2 separate regions of the Mus musculus genome follow, and region 2 is linked to region 1. Evidence: chromatin contacts called from public HiChIP or PLAC-seq data. All regions are on one chromosome and are shown on one strand. The core of a region is the stretch at or near the end of the contact, and the rest is flanking DNA. Distances in the headings are between cores, read along the strand shown.

Region 1 (2,555 bases), core at 23-2,522:
AGCCCCTCTACTTCCTTGGCCTTAATGCACAGTGGTGTTCTTCAGTGCATGCATAATGCGTGCACATGGGACCTAGAATAGCACTCAGCCCCCAGACTCCAGGAAGGCGGAGTTTGTGTTACTACCTACCTAGCACAGGACCTTGGGAGGCCACCTGTCCTCAGTGGCAGCCTGGGCCGCTAACATATTTGCACATGGTCACTGGCCTTGCCTGTTCCCAACATGGGAGGCAGAGCAGGGAGAGGTGGCTTCTCACCTACAAAGGCACAGTGGTGGCTAAGGGTGGGAACTCCTGAAGAGTGTGTTACTTCTCTGGCTGTTGGGCACAAACAACTTAAGTGATTTTAACTCACAGTTCCAGGTACTGTCACCTGTGAGTGATGTCACACACCACAGGCAAGTATGGCCACTCAAGAATTGTCACTGAACCAAGGACTGTCCTGTGAGGAGAAGGGTCATCCTTGCTGTTCTGGGTGTTTGTGAGGAAGGACAGTTTCTGAGGCTCAAGGACCACTGTTCTCTCCAGCACCCTCCTTACTCCCTACATTTGGTGTGTCCTCCCTTGTGCACTGGTGAACCACAAGGACTGAGGGGGAGAAATAGGTCCAACCCTGCTGTTGTCATGACCACTTGCCACATCTCCAGCCACCACCACCCTAGAACCCCAAATTCCACATTGATGGACTCAGCCAATCAAGAGTGAAGAATATTCTTTTAACTGGGCTCAGTAGTACACACCTGTAGTCCTAGCACTCGGGAGACTGAGGCAGTAGGATTGTGCCAATACTATGCCATCTGTTTATTTCGGAGTCCTGGGTCCCTGCAGATATGGGGACAACTGTGTGTTAATTATCTTGCTTTAATGTCTTCTTCAGACAGTGGCCTCTGGTGGTGTGAGGCAGGTGTGGACAATGCTCACTGTCATAGTTGTTCCAAAATGAACTTAATGGCACTCTGGGCTTTGCAGTTTCTGTGTGACACAGGCTGATTCCCCCCCCCCCCCCCCGAGCTATCTCTCTGGCAAGCCCGGAATCTGTGTGGATTCCAACCCTGATCTCCCAGGTGAGTCGGTGAATCTGGCTGCCACACTCAGCATTTAGGAGTCCCCAAGTATTTCCAGCTGACTCATGGAAGCGTGACACACAGCCACTGCTGATAGGTTAAGGTTGCTGGCTCTGGGTGTCAGTGGCATTTATGAATATCATAGGGCAACATTTACTCATGCAGCTTCCGGAAACACAGCGAAGGAAATCACCCCAGCGAGTACTCGCTGCCTGACTTATCTTTGCCTGTTACAGTTGCCTAATCACATAACTATGTATGAGGAAACACATCCACACTAAGTCTCAGAGCGAGCTCTGCTGAACTAGGAGAGATGTGGTATCACTGTATTCCAGAAGAGGCTCATGTAACCTGGGTTAACCTTGAACGTGCTAGGTAACCAAAGCTGGTCTTGAACTCTTGAACTCTGGCCTCTGCTTTTACAGTGCTGGGATGACAGGCATGAGCCATCACACTTGGCTCTTAGCTTCGTCTTTGTATGAAGGATGGTGCATAGCCTTATAGCTGTTTCTATACTTCTGCATTGAAGTGTGTGTGTGTATGTGTGTGTGGTATATAGGTGTGTATGTTTGTGTGTTTTAAGGTGTGTGTAGGTGTATGTATGTGTGTGTAGGTGTGTAGGGGTATGGATGTATATGTAGGTGTGTAAGCGTGTGTATAGGTGTGTAGTTGTATGGGTATGTGTGTAGGTGTGTAGGTGTTGTATATGTGTATGTGTGTATGTAGGTGTATAGGTGTATGGATGTGTGTAGGTATGTGTGTGTATGTAGTTTGTAAGTGTGTATGTGATGTGTAGGTGTGTATGTGTGTGTAGGTGTGTGTAGGGTTGTATGTGTGTGGTATATAGGCATGTGTGTGTACATGTGTGTCTAGGGTTGTGTGTGTGTAGGTGTATGCACATGCACATAGAAGCCAAGTTCATACTCAAATGTTCCTCTGGTGCTGTCCGTGTTTCTGTTTCTTTCTTGAGACAGTGTCTCTCATTTGGCCTGGAACATTCCAAGTAGTATGGATTGTTTGCCCAGCCAGCACCAGGGAGCCCCCTGTTTCCACAGACCCAGCATGAGCCACCGTGCCTGGCTCTTTTTTATCTAGGGATCAAACTCCTATCCGTGTGCAAGCGCAGGGGCTTTATTGACTGAGCCTCCTATCAGTCCAGCAGTGACGTCTTGATATGCACTTGCCTTCTGGATTCTGAAACTTGGGAAATTCTCTCTTATCTCATCATCTCTCACATCCCCCTCTGCCTCATGATGTGGACACAAGCTTGCCACTTACCTCCTGGGTCCTCGTCTTTGCTGTTTAACTGGTTCCAGACCTGAGGGAAGCATCCATTCCTAATGCAGGCAGTGGCAGCACTGACTGCTTAGTCAGGGTGAGTTCTGCTGGGCACAAAGTGGCCTGGCTTTTATTGTCCACCAGGCCAAGAGGCCCCTGTATGCTGGATACCAGCCAGGGGTCATCCCCTGCTGGGTAGCCAGAGAAGCCACAGC
Region 2 (2,555 bases), core at 37-2,536, 210 kb after region 1:
TCCTGCACTCCACAGTCACTGGGTCTCGGCTCCCCTTCCACAGACATACTGATGATCCTGCAGGTGCATGCTCCTGAACTTAGACCATGAGTCATTGTGAGGCTCTGTGGGTCACAGGGTCACCTTACCAGGCCCCTCCTTGCTCTTCTGTAGGCTCTCTCAGCTTCCCACACCTCAACCATGCTTACAGGCTCCAGAATTACTCTGGTAGGGACAGAGGAAGTCAGTGGCCGACCTAAGCATGGGCTGACAGGTCTCTTGACACCAACAACAGCCCTAGCCATGTGGCTTCTAAAAAGAACCTCAGGGTTCAGGACATTCACTAGTCCCAACACATACCACACGAAGGGAGACTGAAGGTGGTCCAGGGGCCTCTCCCCAGTGAAAGTAGTGTCCTTCAACTACGTTGATTCCAATGGGCTACTCTCAGTGTGACCTGCCCCACCAGCCCCTGTCCATCTCCCTTCCACAGGGAAGCTGAGACCATGGGAGATGAACCCTGCCTGATCTCCCATAAGCCACTCTCAGCTGAGGGCCCTCAGAGCTGGGCCCACCTTAGCTGCTCTCACCACCCCTTTTCTTCTTCCCAGACACCCCGCCCCTAAACCTGACCCTAGCCTGCTCTTTCAGAACAACCCTCACCTAGCTGTTTAGGAGGCTCCTGTCTGATCTGCAATTGCCTGGAGGAGCCCTGATCCATCTCCACACCCTCTGCTCCCTTCTCTCACTCCTGCCTTCCAGATCACAACACCCCCTTTTTTCTAAAGTGTGCTGGGGTAACACCTAGGGCCTTCCCAACCCTAAGCCAGCCTCACCTCTGAGGCTCGCTCAGCCCCAGTCCAGCTTCTTGATCGCAATTCCACTTTCCTGAGTCTCCCCCCGTCCTCAGCCCTTGATCCATCCTGCCAAGTCAGCCCTCACTCTGGCCCTTTCTCCACAGAACCTGGCTCTGGAGCCCAAGGGTGGCCACTCTTGTCCGTGGACAACTTGCAGCTGCCCAAGGCACCACAGAGGAACACTTTTCCTGTCCAGGAGAGGACAGGCTGGTATCGAGGTTACCACCTTATCCTAGTCACTATCGGGATGAACACTGCTCTCAGAACAGCCTCGTGGCATAGCTGGGCCTTGATCCTGCCCACAGTTCCCTGGGCATCTCCATAGGACAATAGACAGGGAGAGAATGGCCATGCCTGGCTGGCAGGAGGTGGGGAGACGAGACAATGCTAACCACATCATTTCCTGACTACGAGTGCACAAGGTCAGTGGTCGCCATCTTTACCATCACTGTTAACCACAGACACCACAACTTCCTCAATGCCAGCCTCTGACTAACACACTTAGTTCCTTATGTCTTCTGCAACAGGGCTCTCAGCCACCACACACCTGGTCTCCTGCCACCTTACCCAGCCTCCTTGCTCAGTCTATTCCAACTGGCAGAGGTAAAACCCTGAGGGGTGCCCCTCAGCATGCTGCATGGCCCTCCCCTGCCACTGAGGCAGCCTTGCAGCATCCTGGCTGCCTAAGGCCTTATCACTCTCATCTTCTCTACCCAAGTCCCCCAACTCTGCAAGCCTCCACCACTGCCTGGAATCACACCAAGCCCGCCCTCTGCTCTGTCGAGTGCTGGGTTACAGGTGTGTGCAGCTGTGCCCGGACTCAGGCTCCTTCAGTAAAGGCTGAATGTTCCATAGGCTTCCCCCACAGCAGGAAATAGAATCGCCACCCTCACTCTTCCATATCTGCAATGACCTTGTTCCCAAAGCAGGCTCCTGTCCCATCCTCTGCTTTGTCACTGACCATCTGCCCTCAAACCTCAGCCCAGGGACCAGTGAGAGGGTTCACTGGGTAGAGGCACTTGCCTCCAAGCCCAGTGTCCCGAGTTCAAACCCTGGGACCCACATGGTAGAAACCAACTCACACAAGCTGTCCTTTGACTACCAAGTATACTTGGTGGCACATACACATATACATGCATACACACAATGAGTTTGTTTTTGTTTTGGAGACAGGGTTTCTCTGTAAAGGCCTGGCTATCCTGAAACTCTCTGTAGATCAGACTGGCCTTGAACTCAGGGATCTGCCTGCCTCTGCAACCTGAGTACTGGGATTCAAGGTGTGCACACCACCTGACTACATATCATCATTCTTAAACTCAGTTCATCTTGCTTCCTCAGGGCCAGTTAGCACAAGCCACCAGCTTTGCTCTAGGGGTCTCCTGTGAGATACCCTGGTGACCTGGGAGATGCCCAGGATGAAGCCAACCACAGTGAGCTGAGTCTAAAGGAAGAACAACTCAGGGGATGACCCAGGCACGCCATGTGTGACCACAGTCAAGGGCAGGAAGGAACATTGGCATCTGTGCAGTTGAGAGTATGCAGCTCACCTCAGGCAGAGGAAAGCAGCCCCTGCCAGACCACTGGAGAACCCACAGAGCTGTCTAGCAATAGCTTTCCCCACCACTGGCTGACATACTAGAAAAACAACTTTCACCAGCTCACAGCTGACCTTACAGGGTTCTGGAACTGATTAAAAGCAACAACAGGCTGATGAGGGGA

What was found. HiChIP or PLAC-seq counts read pairs in DNA pulled down with a chosen protein or histone mark.
Region 2: a contact with region 1 is called in an HNF4G HiChIP or PLAC-seq map of pancreatic cancer cells. The contact joins two enhancer-like sites. A contact is called at or near these places in 3 of 484 Hi-C or Micro-C datasets (the Patski cell line, embryonic fibroblasts and liver), 6 of 115 datasets of contacts at active chromatin or transcription factors (embryonic basal ganglia, embryonic forebrain, embryonic hindbrain and 3 more) and 3 of 9 other capture datasets (adipose tissue, liver and pancreatic islet).

The regions. Positions count from the first base shown.
Region 1 is chr7:144,232,444-144,234,998 of GRCm38.p6, forward strand. All of the region lies in intron 4 of Shank2 (SH3 and multiple ankyrin repeat domains 2), which reads left to right. Among named protein-coding and RNA genes, the nearest start is that of Shank2, 58 kb to the left of the region's middle. Within about 2 kb of position 1,273, at least 38 of the 459 cell types and tissues checked have an H3K27ac peak or open chromatin away from gene starts, as enhancers often do. A contact at or near this core is called in pancreatic cancer cells, where this site is marked.
Region 2 is chr7:144,446,000-144,448,554 of GRCm38.p6, forward strand. The region is part of intron 12 of Cttn (cortactin); the gene reads right to left. Among named protein-coding and RNA genes, the nearest start is that of Gm34561, 16 kb to the left of the region's middle. Within about 2 kb of position 1,287, at least 76 of the 459 cell types and tissues checked have an H3K27ac peak or open chromatin away from gene starts, as enhancers often do. A contact at or near this core is called in pancreatic cancer cells, where this site is marked.